Linked DNA regions of Rattus norvegicus: region 1 is linked to region 2. The links are chromatin contacts, called in public Hi-C maps. All regions are on one chromosome and are shown on one strand. Each heading gives the region's core, a stretch centred on a gene start, on an enhancer-like site or on the middle of the called end of the contact. The rest is flanking DNA. Distances are from core to core; before and after follow the strand shown. Region 1 overlaps Fer1l5 (fer-1-like family member 5). Region 2 holds the start of Kansl3 (KAT8 regulatory NSL complex subunit 3).

Region 1 (6,163 bases), core at 908-3,407, 51 kb before region 2:
TCCAAGACCCCTGAGCCCAGAGAAAGATTGTTGTCAGCAAAAGGAGTTCCTTATCCCTTGTTACAAAAGTTCCTTACATCTGAACCTCACCTAAGAAGTCATCTGGGTAAAAGAAGTCATTGTCCCATATCTGGATGATAAGTCGAGCCGGAAACTTCACTGATGTGGGATCCAGGCTCCATATGTAGTCCTGAAGGACAGCAGAAGGCTGTTAGAGGCCTGCCTCTTGGACATTTCCCTCAGATACCCACTGGTCCACTAGTGACAGACTATCAAGGAAGAGGGGTTCTGCCTGAGGACACATCCTATAACAGCCTGCAGGTCTCTGAAAGGAGGGAGAGATCTCTTGGGGCCTCGGACTCTTTCCCCTCGGCACCCTTTCCTTACCTTCTGGCTTTGGACGCATACCCGCTCCGTCATCAGATAGTCCATGTTAAAGATGAACCTCCAATTGAAGATGGCCTCCCCAGTCAAGGAGTGATAGTGGACATCTGTCTTCTGAGCATCCTTCTCTAGCCCAAAGAGCCACCTGGGGACAGAGTCCTTTCACCTGGGCTCCTGTGTGTGGTCCCCATCCCCTAGACACAGGTGGTGGCAGAGGTGTTCCCCTTGGGAGCTCCAGCAGGGTAACAGAACCAGGGAACTAGGAGGCCCTCTGGAGACCTCCTCCCCGCCTGCCTTACCCTTTCACGTAGATATCACTCATTTTGTCTCTACTGAAAGTCTCTCGGACCAGGTCCACTTCAGCCGTGCTCCAGATGATACAACGCAGTTGGTACCTGCAGCCACTGTGTTCTGAGGCTGGGATGAGGACCAGCCCCACAGCCACAAACAGCCTCGCTAAGGGAGGAGCTGCGCACGGGTCCTGGACTTGGGCAGTGAAGCTCCTTCTAAACTCGATTGGGAATTCCTGTTGCACGGGCTTGTGGGCAGAGGCACCCCGCACCCTGGGGGCTGAGCTGGAGCCCCATGCTCAGGAACTGAGTGTTAGCATACTCACCGTTTAGGCTTCCTGGGGCTGATGTTGACTTCTGGCCCAGGAGGCCCCAGCATCTTGGGGAAGATATCCACCCACATTTGTATTTTTCCCTAGAGTCAGAATGGATTTGCTGGTCGGGGATTGCTGGTCTCTTTGGACTTGAATAGTGTGGCACATGGACTGATCCACCACCCAGGGACAGGGCTTAGAGATGACAAGTGACAAGTATCACCTCCTGGGAGGTGACAGTGACTACCTGCCTGTTCCTTTAGGTTTTGGCTGGGAAGGCAAGTGAGTAAGGGTGAAGGATTTGGCTTGGAGAGCACCAATTGGCATTGAGCTCTCACTATGGCTGGGTAGTAGGGGAGGAGGTCATGCTAGACGGTTGGTAGGATCCGTGCTGGGGCTGGGCCTCGTTACTCACAGCATGGAAGCCCTAAGTAGAGGAGACTAGATCGGAAGGCCACAACCTAAGGATACTAAGTCAGCCACAAAGTAGAGTTGAGAGAGACAGACAGATGGATAGACAATATGAGAATTAGTGGTGTAAATGGTAAGAGAAGGAAGGGAAAGGGTGGCTCCCCAAGCCGTGGGAAACAGGTAAATATGTTCTGCCTGTCAAACCACCTGACCCACTTAAATTTCTCAAAGTTGACCCATTTTGAGAAAGTCAGTTTAATGAGGATGGTTATTTTAAAATTTTCTCAACATAAGACTTGATGAATATAAAAGATTTATGGAAGATGAAGCCATCTTGATGGTGGGACAGTGAGGGATAATTAAGGTGCTCTTGGTGGTGGTGGTGGGGTGTCTGTGTCCCCAGGTTCACAGAGAAGACAGCCTGCAGTTAAACAGCCAGAACTGCGGTTTGTGTATCTGTGCCCTCTGATCTGTGATACCACCTCCCTACACCCAGGAGAGCAAAACAGTGGCACTGATGGTTTCTAAGACAGCCGAGAGCTTCCCACAACTGTTGTGAGGCCTCCATTTCACGGCCCTTCCGGGTGTGAAGTCCTCTCCACTGGAACATCTTCTCTGCTAACGTGCAAAGCATGCTTGGCTTCTTTCTGTCCGTGCACCTACGTGAGCTGTCAGCCTGCCTTGCCTCACACTGTGGACTGTGACCCATATCTCCTGGTCCAGTCCAGTCCAGTCCACAGGAGGCAGCAACAGCCTCTCCAGTCACATACCTGGTCGATACCTGGCTGGCTGTTACTGTGCAGTGTGCGAGTCTCTACGTGCTCAGGAACCAGCCCCTGTGTGTTTAGGATGTACAGTGCCAGGCGCTCCTTCTTAGGCCCCAAATTCTCATAGGTGGGGGGTGTGGGCTCTGGATGGGAGACAGGCTCATGAAGTCATTAGTGTTCCCATCTGAGCACCTTCCCCAGCCCTGCCAGGATGTTTGGCTATGGTCGCCTTCTATGAGAAGAAAGGGGAAAATTGGAAAAATGTCTGTGGCTCTCTACCCAAGGGCAAACTGCCCTTCTCTCCCTCTGCCCGAGTCCTTACTGGTTCCCTGAGGCTACCCTACCCCTGTGCCGTCTGGAAGTGTGCTGGGCTCACCAAAACTCTGCAACTTGAACTTTTCCCCATTGTAGTAAATTGAATCTCCCTCAAGGTCAAATACGGGTGGAGGCAGCCCTTTCTGTTTGGCATATCGGTACAAAAGGTAGCTCGGGGTCATCTGATCCCTCCACTTAAAGGGCCCTGACCTGTGGGAGTATGCAAGAGAAACAGATAGGAAGGAACAGGTCCTTCCCACTGTGTTGAGCTTCAGGCGAAGGTGCTAGAAGCATGAGCAGAGAGGCAGGTCTAGCCCAGGTCCCAGCTACTTCTCTGGAAGCTGCTTGCTTGCCGAATGGGTCCTCACTCACTTGCAGTAGGATTTAGAGAGCCCACAACGGGCCCCAAAGCCAGACAGAAGTCGGTTCTCAAGGTCAATAACTGTAGTTCCAATTTCATCATCAGCAGTAATTAGGTCAAAGTCATACAGCTGGATCTCCAGGTCCTTCTCCAGTGGGATGTTACAGGTGAGCTCATACATCCTAGAGTCAAGGCATTGCAGAGTGGCTGTGAGCATGCACTCTGCTTGAGTGTCCCTGTTCCACCTCTTCCTCCATCCACAGTGAACGTAGGCAGCAGAGCACAGGACAGGTTTGTCTACCCAGCATCCCATTTCCCTGAACATGGCTGAAAGTAACTTGAAAGTAAGATGGCTGAGGCATGGAGTGCCTGTCTTTGGGATCATCGGTTTATGGAGCCCCTAAGAGGCAGTGAGATGCTGCTTACAGGGACCATGGAGGCTCTGAGGGAATGCCTCTGCCTACTAGCACAGCATGGGGGACTGGGCGGCAGCTCACGTGCCAAAGATGGGGTCTAGAGTGTTGGGGTGGTATGAGTCCCGGCTGCCGAGTTTTGTCTGTCCCAGTTTCAGGATCACATAAGGGTCGCACTGGGAAGGAAGGAGGAGGGGAGTCAGTCAAGGTTGGTCAGGGAGGTGGAGGGTGGGAGTAGGCGATGCCGGTGGGGGTGGCTGGGTGGGTGTAAACAGCCTAAGGCACTGCATCACCGTGATTTGGGCATGATTTGGGCATGTGGTGGGGGCCATTAGACACAGATGGGCCTTTTTTTTTTCTTTTTTTCTTTTTTTTTTACCAGGCCATTGTAGTCCTGTGGCTGCAGGTTGATGGCTCGAATCAGGTACACTCGTACCAAGCACATCTGAGGGAAGTCCTCGATCTCAGGCCAAGCCGAGAACTGACGTGGAGGTTTAGGGGCATCTGGGTCCTCAGGAAAGGGGTAGATTCGGAAGAGGCCCTGGGAGTGAGAAGGCATTGGCAGTGCTAGGCTAACTTTGTAAAGTGCCCCCGAACCCCAGCCGCTTGGGTATAACTGGGGGAGGGGGCTGTTGGGCTAAGGGTGAGCAGCAGGAGTCTTTAGGAAGGGACCATTGAGTTTAAAGGGACACTGGGCAAAAGCACTCAAAGCTACTAGGTGTTCCCAGACTCTGCTGATGTCAGCTCTGCACACCCATCCCTTCAGGTTTGAACACATCTGTGTCTTTAGGGGACCAGCATGAGCCAGGCCTGGGAGTCTGAAGGTCCTGCCTTCCTTAGTCCCTGCCTGCATAGACCGGTCTGTGTTGCTCTACTTCTGGAGCTGTTTCTCGGGCCCTGGCATCCTCGGGGATGTGCAGAGTGTCAGGGCTTTTATTAGAGACTTTGGGGACAGGTGGGCTACAGAGAGACGGGTAGCCAAATTAGCATAGACATACCTTGAATTCCCCTACCACAGGGCTGTCCACCTTGGGCTTCTCTTGGTAAAGTTTGAAGGTCTGGCAAAAGTCCTGCAGGCCCTGGAAGGCCTGAATGGTCTCCAGCTCACAGTCATATACCTGTAGGGGTGTGTGCAGGACATGGGTTGCTGAGGAACCATTTGGGGAATTGAGAGGAAGAGACTATGAGCACCCAAGCCTTTCCCTCAGAGTTTGCCCTGTCAGGAGCCCCACTGTTTGCTTCAGATGAAACAGCTTTTGGAAGGGTCCCTGGTATTCTTAGGGGATAATATAGAAAGTCCCCCTCCTTTGGTGACAGATGAGCTACAGAGAGACAGGGAGCCAAGCTGCTATAGATACGCCTTGAATTCCCCTATCACGGGGCCATCCCCCTTGGGCTTCTGGTAAAGTTCGAAGGCCTGGGAGAGTGCTCGTCTAACAGGATCCCTGCTCTAAGCTGAATTGGTGGTGCATGGCTGCAGTTCTAGTGCTCAATGCATGGCTGCAGTTCTAGTGCTCAGGCGGTAGAGGCAGGAGGCTCAGGAGTTCAAGGGCATCTACATCTACCCAGCAAGCCGGAGACCTGTTTGTACTACACGGGATCTCATTTCAGACAAGGCAAAAACAGTTCTGCCATTTGGTAGTTCCCTGACAAAGCAAGGCTAAGTAAGTTTCCAAGCCCCTCCCAATGGAGGCTCTGTTCTACCCCTTTCCCAGGACTCTCCAAACCTTTAGGGTATGGTAGCTTTTGTAGTTGTACTTCAGGGACTTGTCTTCATTGCCCGTGGCCCAGGATAGCTTGCTCCACCAGTCCACGTCCTGCTCATACTCACCCTGACCGAGAAGAGGCCTTTGCTGGCTCTCAGGCAGGGCTAGAGCCTACCCCACCTCCCTGAACTGATGGGGGTTATCCCTTGCTCCTTGGTCTGAGTCTGCTTTACCTCGTCTTTGCTGGAATCAAACCAGAACTTCTTGTAGACTAAGTCTAGGAACTGAAAAGTGGAGAAGGTTAGAGGAGAAGAATGGGAAGAACAGGCTGAGCACGCTCACCCTGGCTCTCCCACCCCACCTCCCCATGGCCTTTACATAGGCCTTTCAGTTCAGATGGGATGGGAGGGGTGAGGGAGAGGAATTGTGCTTCCTAGGGTTCATTGTCCATCCATATGGACAGGATGCAGAAGTGCTCAGAAATGCAGAACCTCACACTATCTGAACCTGTGGAGGCAGAATCTTTCCTTCTCCCTTTCTCTTTCTCTCTTTGTCTCTCTCTTTGGTTGCCCCTCCCCTTCCTCATCATTTACTTAGGCAGTGATCCTCCTGCCTCAGCCTCTCAGTGCTGGGATCACAGGCCTAACTATTATGGCCCACCCAGCAAAATCAACTTCCCTCCCTCCGATATCTTGTGCTAGGTATGGAACTCAGGGTCTGTCCATGCTAGGCCAACAACCTGTCCCTCAGGGTGCATCCCTAGCCCTCGTCCTTTTGAGACAGTGTCCTGCTTATGTAGCTTAGGCTGCCTCAGACCTGCAATCTCCTGCCCCGTCTCCCTGAGTGCTGGAATGCAGGCACATAGCACTATGTCTGACAGCATCTGAAGGCATTTAGGGATTGCTATGTGTTAGAATGTGCCGTTCTCGTCTGAGAGCTATAATCATGAAATGTTAGGGGTAGAGAGACTTGGGGCAAAATCTTAATAACCGGCAACTCTATCTGGATCCTTCTGGGGCCAGGGGCTCAGGTAAGGAGGTCTTAGTCCACACAATGCTTGTGTGTGTTCGTTTTCTTGATGCTGTCATCAAATACCTGACAAGAAGGGATTATTCTGGCTCGAGATATCATGGTGAGGTAGAGACAGGGCCGGTGCCTGAGACAGATGGTCTCATTGCATATGGATTTGGGAAGCAGTGCTC
Region 2 (6,283 bases), core at 3,671-6,170:
GAGTCAGGCTCCCCCTGTCTCTCTCTGCCTTACCTTTCTTTCTTTTTAGAGCCTGAATCCTGAAGTATGACCTTCAGGAAGGAGTCATTTCCCAGCGGCTGGTTCCAGAGGTGCCAGATTAGGGTCTGTGGGGGCAGAAAGAAACCAGCATTTCCCATCTCTATTTTCTTTTATTTTAAAGTTGGGTGTTTTGAGACAGGGCCTTATGATGTTTCCTGGCTGGCCTGGAACTCACTAGGAAGGCCAGGTTAGCCTGGAGCTCAGTGACCTTCCTACCTCAGTTGCAGGAGGGCTGGGATTAGGAGTGTGGGACACCAAGCTAGGCACCTTACCTCCTCCTCCTCATCCACCCTTCTAGGAAGTGAGAGGAAGTGTAGGATGTGCTAGACCTTAGGAGTTTCTGTTATGTCTACTTTCCTAAGGAGAGTGCACTTGCTACCTTGTTCCACATGTGGGTCATCCCACTTGTGCTCCTGTGCTGAAGCTTCCTGGGCATGCTAGGAGTTGAGTGACTGTCAGGTGAGACGATATGAGTGGCCAAAAGAAAAGATGATGCTGCACAAGGAGCCTTGTCTGTGCTTCAGGATTCTAGGTCTGTCAGAGTGGTGTCGATGGATTAGTGTAGTGGATGGACCACGCTGTGGTGTGTCTCCAGAGGGTGAGAGGAAGGGGGAGGGGGAGGGAGAGAGAGAGAGAGAGAGAGAGAGAGAGAGAGAGAGAGAGAGAGAGAGAGAGAGACAGAGACAGAGAGAAAGAGAGAAAGAGAGAAAGAGATCAAGAACAGCTGTGGACTTCTGCAGCCCTGTCAGATTAGAGGCTAACATTGGTTAGGTTGCCTCAGTCTTAAGAAACTTGGGTGAGACTTCCTGGAGCTCTTTAGACCCCTGGCACCTGGTCAGTGCCTAGCCCTGTCCCTTTGCTCTCCGAGGTGTTCATTCCTCCTCCAGGATTGCCACAGTGTGTCTACCTCATTCCATATGGGGTCGTTTCCTTCCTCCACACGAGTTCTTTTCTTCATCTCTGTAAAGACACCAAGCAGGGCCTGGTATAAGTCAGGGGAAGTATTTTGGTGTCTGGGTCTGAATGGGGTCAAGGGAGGTAGTGTATCCTACAGGTCAAATCTACGTTGGCACCTTAACATAGTGTCTATGGTTTCTTTTTCAGGTATTTCAAACTTACTGACTGGTGTGATAGATAACCCTATTTTCTTTTCTTTCATTCATCAATTTACTTTACATCTTGATTGCAGCCCCCCTCCTCCTAGTCCCCACTCTCATAAACCCCTCCCCCCATTAAGCCCCTTTCCCTCATTACTCCCTCCCCTTCTCCTCAGGGAAGGGAAGCAAGCCTCCCTAGGTACCACCTGCCCTGGCACATCAAGTTGGAACAGTTTTTTTTTTTAAGATTTATTTATTTATTTAATGTATACAAGTACACTGTAGCTGTCTTCAGACACACCAGATCTCATTACAGATGGTTGTGAGCCACCATGTGGTTGCTGGGAATTGAACTCAGGACCTCTGGAAGAGCAGTTGGAGCTCTTAACCACTGAGCCATCTCTCCAGCCCAAATTGCAACAGTTCTAAGTGCATTCTCCTCTACTGAGGCCAGACGAAGCAGCCCAGCTGGGGAAAGGGGGTCCAAAGGCAGGCAACAGAGTCAGAGAGAGCCCCCACTTCAGTTGTTAGGGGGCCCACATGAAGATCAAGCAGCATATCTGCCACAAAACCTTTGACCCAAAAGTGTGTCCTTCCTACAAGATGTGCAGGGAGAAAGACGGAGCAGAGATGAGGGAAATAGCCAACCAATGCCTGGCCCAACTTGAGACCCGTGCTATGCGAGAGAACCATCCCCTGACACTACTAATGATACTCTGCCATGCTTACAGACAGGAGCCTAGCATAACTGTCTTCTGAGAGGTTTCATCCAGAAGCAGATGGAAACAGAAGCAGAGACCCACAGTCAAATATTAGAAGGAGTTCAGGGAATGTTGTGGAAGAGTTGGGGGCATGGATTGAGGGAGCGGGACAGGTCAAGGACACCACAAGAAAGCCCACATAGTCAAGTAACCTGGGCCCATGGGGCTCACAGAGACTGAACCACCAACCAAAGAGCACGCATGGGGACCCAGTCCCCGACACATGCAGCAGGTAACTCTAATTTCATTCTCCTTTCTTTCCGTACATAGTGCCCTGAGTCTCAAAGCCTTGTGGGGTTATGATTCTGGCCAAAGGAGTATAGGAATGAGATTTGCTTTACTCGCTGAGCCATCTTGCCTGCCCTTAAATATTTCTGACTCTGAGTTCCCAGACATAGGGTCCATAGATATGGAGGGCCAACAGTACTGCCTTCTTTTCTATGGACTTGATTTTCTCACTCCCAAGATGCTAGGTGCTTGGTAACAGGTTTTGAAACAATCTACCTCCTGGATGTGTTGCACAGGACATCATTCACATAGTGGAATTGACCATGAGATACCTAGCAGGGTTCCTGGTACCCTTTCGGAACTGGGCGCTCACCTCTGAAGTAGACAGTTACGCAGGCTTTGGGTGTGGGGCTGAGGGGAGGGTTAATTGTGGCAGACTCCACAACAACCCTGAGCATCTTGGACACTTGCTTCCTCCCCTCCTTCCCTGCACAGGACAACCTCTTGCTCTTTGGAGCTCCTCTGTTCCAGGTTCACAGGGTGAGGGAGCTTAGCAACAAGAGGAACATCACAGAGATAAGTGGTTCTTGGTTCCGAAGAGAATCTCCGGAAGAGATAAAGGACTGTGACAGAGTGTAGATTAAACAAGTGGCCCGAGGTGTACACAGACAAACCTTGCCGCTTTGAGGCGGACTCCTTTCTTTTGTCGCTGACCTCTAGAGTTTCAACAACAGGCACAGAATTCTCTTCTGTCTGGAATGAATTGTTGGCAAAGACATGCAATGTAGATGAGAAAATACAAGAGGTGAGGCCATCAAAATCCATATACAGGTAAATCAATGATGTCTCAGGGGAGGGCTTTTTAATGGAGAAGCAAGACATTTGGCATGTTTTTTTCCCCTTTGTTTGATTTTTTTTTTTAAATCTGGGAGACAGGGTCTCAAGTAGCCTAGGTTGGCTCTGAACTCACTATATAGCTGAGGCTGTTCTTGGATTCCTGATTTTCTTGCCTCTGAGGTGATGAGTATTTTGATTTTATAATAATTAATGCTAAGAAAGCTACTTCAAATAAAGACATGCTACAAAATGGCAGAAGTGATCTCAGAAATGATTGGGCAGTCTATTTTAATCCCAAGCTAAAATTCATTTAATTATTGTTTTATGAAGCTCAAATCAGCCATTCAGATGGCAGTTTCTAAAACCAAGCATTCTATCTATCACAGTCCAAAGAAATGTTACTTTGACACATGCTGAGAGAGAGAGGAACGTATTAAGAGCCTTTGTTTTCCATAATAAAGTTATCAGGTTTCTCTAAGAGCAGGAAACTTTGTGTCTACAGCAAAAACACTGCAATTGATAACATACAATAGTCTAAAGTCTGAGCCAAGGGGTTTTCGAAAACATTTGTTGGCGCCATAGTTATATGGCACGAGCCTCATGAAAGTGTGCTTGTTGTGTGCTCAGAACCAAGGATACAGTGACATTGTGGATGAACTGTCAGAAACACCCCTTGAGTTAATTTTCAGTCTTTGCACACCTACGAAACCTCTTGTCGTTGCTTAATTTTCCTGACCCTCCTCCTTAGTCAAGTCTAAGTCTAAAACACGTTGCTCTATGCTAGGCCCGGTAGTGCAGGCCTATAATCCCAGCGCTTGAAAGGGAGAGGAGCAGAGGATCTGTAATTCAATGTTAACCAGGAAGTGGTGGGCATGCGCAGAAGCAGGCAGATCTCTGAGTTCAAGGTCAGCCTGGCCTACTGGGCTTGAGAACAGTCAGGGCTCCACAGAGAAGCTCTGTCTCAAAAAACATCAAATAAACAAAAACAAAACAAAACTCGAACCAAACCAACAATAAAATTCAAGGTCTTCTCTGGCAGCATAGCTAGCTTGAAGCCCAGCCTGAGATACATGCGACCATGTCTCACCATCCCTCCATAAATAGTAAATAAAAACAACCAATGACACCTGGAGGTGGGGGTAGCTTGCAGTAATTGCCATCAAGAAATCAATTGAGCTCTTGACAGGTGGCGGAAATAATCCACTGTATTCCCCTGGCAACCTATTGAGGCAGGGTTTAGGTATTTGCACATTTCGAGATGAGAAAAGGGCGGAAACTTTGCTTGCTGGGATCTGTGGGCCAGGCGGTTAAAAATTGAACCTCACATCTCTCCTCTACCTCATCATCTACCTCATCCTAGTCTGAGCTCCACCAATTTCTCTTCGTTAAACACCGCAGAGCCCTAGAATTGTATCCGGACATTCTGCAAAGCATTCCCTCCCTCTTCTCTCCCCATCTCTCTGGTTTGTGGTCGAGGTCTTGAGACAAGTCTGTCGCTATGTAGCTCAGGCTGTCCTGGAACTCACCAAGATTCTCCTGTCTCAGCCTCCTGCCTTGGAATTATAAACAAAGTCTCAACGCTGGGCTGAGCCCGCCCACTGCAGATAGAACCCTGCTCTGTAATAGGTCGGGGGAGGAGGAACTGACTGTGGCGGGGAACACCGAGCGCCGGGGCTGTCTGAACTGCTTAGCTCTTTGCCCTCACTTTCCCCACAGAAAACGTAGAGGAAGGACGTCTCTGTCCCGGGGTCGCGCGCGCGCGCGCGGGCTCACGGCACTCCCCACAGGCCAGCGAGGTCGCGGATCCGCTCCAGGCTTTGCCGCTCGCCGCCGCGCAGTTCCGGAAGAGCAATCCACTTCCGCGTTTTCCTCGGAGCCCGTGGCGCCGGGCGGTGAGGCGCACGCGCACTGTGATCCAGCTCCGGCGAGCGCGCGGCCGACAACTGCGGGTGAGACGCGGGTCCGTCCCGGCGCGGGTGGCGGCCCGTGGGGTTCCAGGCGGCGGGCGGCGGCATCGGAGAAGACCTCGGGGCTCCGCGGGCCTGCGGGAGCCGGGGCTGGAGCCGCGGGCCGGGCGGGGCGCGGGAGGCCGACGCGGCCGCCCCAGCGCCCGAGGCGCCGGGCCGAGGAGGGCCCGGGGAGGGGAGGCGGGGCCGGGCGGCTCCTCCTCGCCGGGAACTCGGGATGACCTTGGCCGAGTCGCCCGGGTGGGCCGTTTTGTGGTTTTGCGGTTCCGTGGCGGGAACCTCACGGAGGAGCGGGCCGTTTGCCGGGCGCCTCGCTGAGGGAGGGCGAAGAAGAGGCCTCCTGAGGCCTCCTAAGGCCCCGGTCGGGCTGAGGGCGGGCTCTGGTTTTTCTTCTCTCAAAACTCCGGTGTACCTTGAGGTCGGTGCAGACCTTGGGTAGAATGTGACCCTAGGAAAGTCCCCTTGACCTCAGGCCAAAGCGATGATGTCTGGAGCCCTGGGCTGCACTCAGCCCACGGTGCCCGCCTGTTGTGCTGGGCGTGCTGGAGCTGACCGTCCCCACGCACTTCCTCTAGCTTTAGAAGAATTCATGTTTGTGATCCCTCTGATTTGCAAAATCCTTTACCACCCAGGAAGAAAATTGCTCAGCCAAAAAAAAAAAATTTTTTTTTTTTTTTTGAGATGGGATCTCACTGTTACCCTGGCTGTCCTGGAACGCATTCTATAGACCAGGCAGTCCTCGAACTCCCGGAGATAGGTCTGCTTCTTCCTCCCCAATGCTGGGACGAAAAGCGTGCGTCACCATGCCTTGGCACAGAAAGGTCATATTTTTGCTAACTGTGGAGTCTTGTCAGTTTACAGTCACAAAACTGTGTATGGCACCCGCCACCTTTCTGTTCCGTAGTGGTATGCATAATCGATGAATGATGGGCATAAAGGCATGTTTTGATAGGGAAACTTGGGAGAAACGGAAGCTATTGAGTTGACAAGCCCCTTTTCACCGCAGGTGACTAGCATGCAGATATTCGCACCCTGACTTGGTTTGGCTGCCTGACTACTGACATGGCCCACCGGGGTGGGGAGAGGGACTTCCAGACTTCAGCTCGTCGGATGGGTACCTCCCTGCTTTTCCAGCTTTCAGTGCATGAGCGGGAACTGGACCTTGTTTTTCTGGATCATAGCTATGCAAAACCGTGGAGTGCCCACCCCGATGCCAGCAGCGCCCGCCCCACCCGCATGCTCTTTGTAACTCCCCGTCGGCAGCAGGAGAATACTATGTGAGTTTGAGAATACCATGTGAGTTTGGGTTTCCTTCTTAAGGGCTACTTCCGCC

Evidence for each region. Hi-C and Micro-C count contacts between places; a contact is called where the count stands out from the background.
Region 1: a Hi-C map of liver shows a contact between it and region 2, with 2.6 times the contacts expected there. The contact joins the enhancer-like site here to the promoter of Kansl3 in region 2. A contact is called at or near these places in 3 of 12 Hi-C or Micro-C datasets (kidney and liver).

Annotation. Positions count from the first base shown.
Region 1 is chr9:46,148,970-46,155,132 of GRCr8, reverse strand. It overlaps Fer1l5 (fer-1-like family member 5), which reads right to left. Exons shown (of 54, transcript XM_039084527.2): 39 at 5,195-5,245; 40 at 4,983-5,087; 41 at 4,254-4,373; 42 at 3,635-3,796; 43 at 3,340-3,431; 44 at 2,854-3,024; 45 at 2,543-2,691; 46 at 2,170-2,309; 47 at 1,001-1,089; 48 at 684-779; 49 at 388-529; 50 at 91-190; 51 at 1-10. Among named protein-coding and RNA genes, the nearest start is that of Lman2l, 29 kb to the left of the region's middle. Within about 2 kb of position 2,157, at least 2 of the 93 cell types and tissues checked have an H3K27ac peak or open chromatin away from gene starts, as enhancers often do. A contact at or near this core is called in liver, where this site is marked.
Region 2 is chr9:46,100,158-46,106,440 of GRCr8, reverse strand. Kansl3 (KAT8 regulatory NSL complex subunit 3) reads left to right here and starts at 4,920. Exons shown (of 20, transcript NM_001034835.1): 1 at 4,920-4,932; 2 at 5,957-6,227. The coding sequence starts at 6,013. Fer1l5 (fer-1-like family member 5) reads right to left here and starts at 4,643. Exons shown (of 54, transcript XM_039084527.2): 1 at 4,510-4,643; 2 at 2,821-2,899; 3 at 968-1,020; 4 at 34-125. The coding sequence starts at 1,018.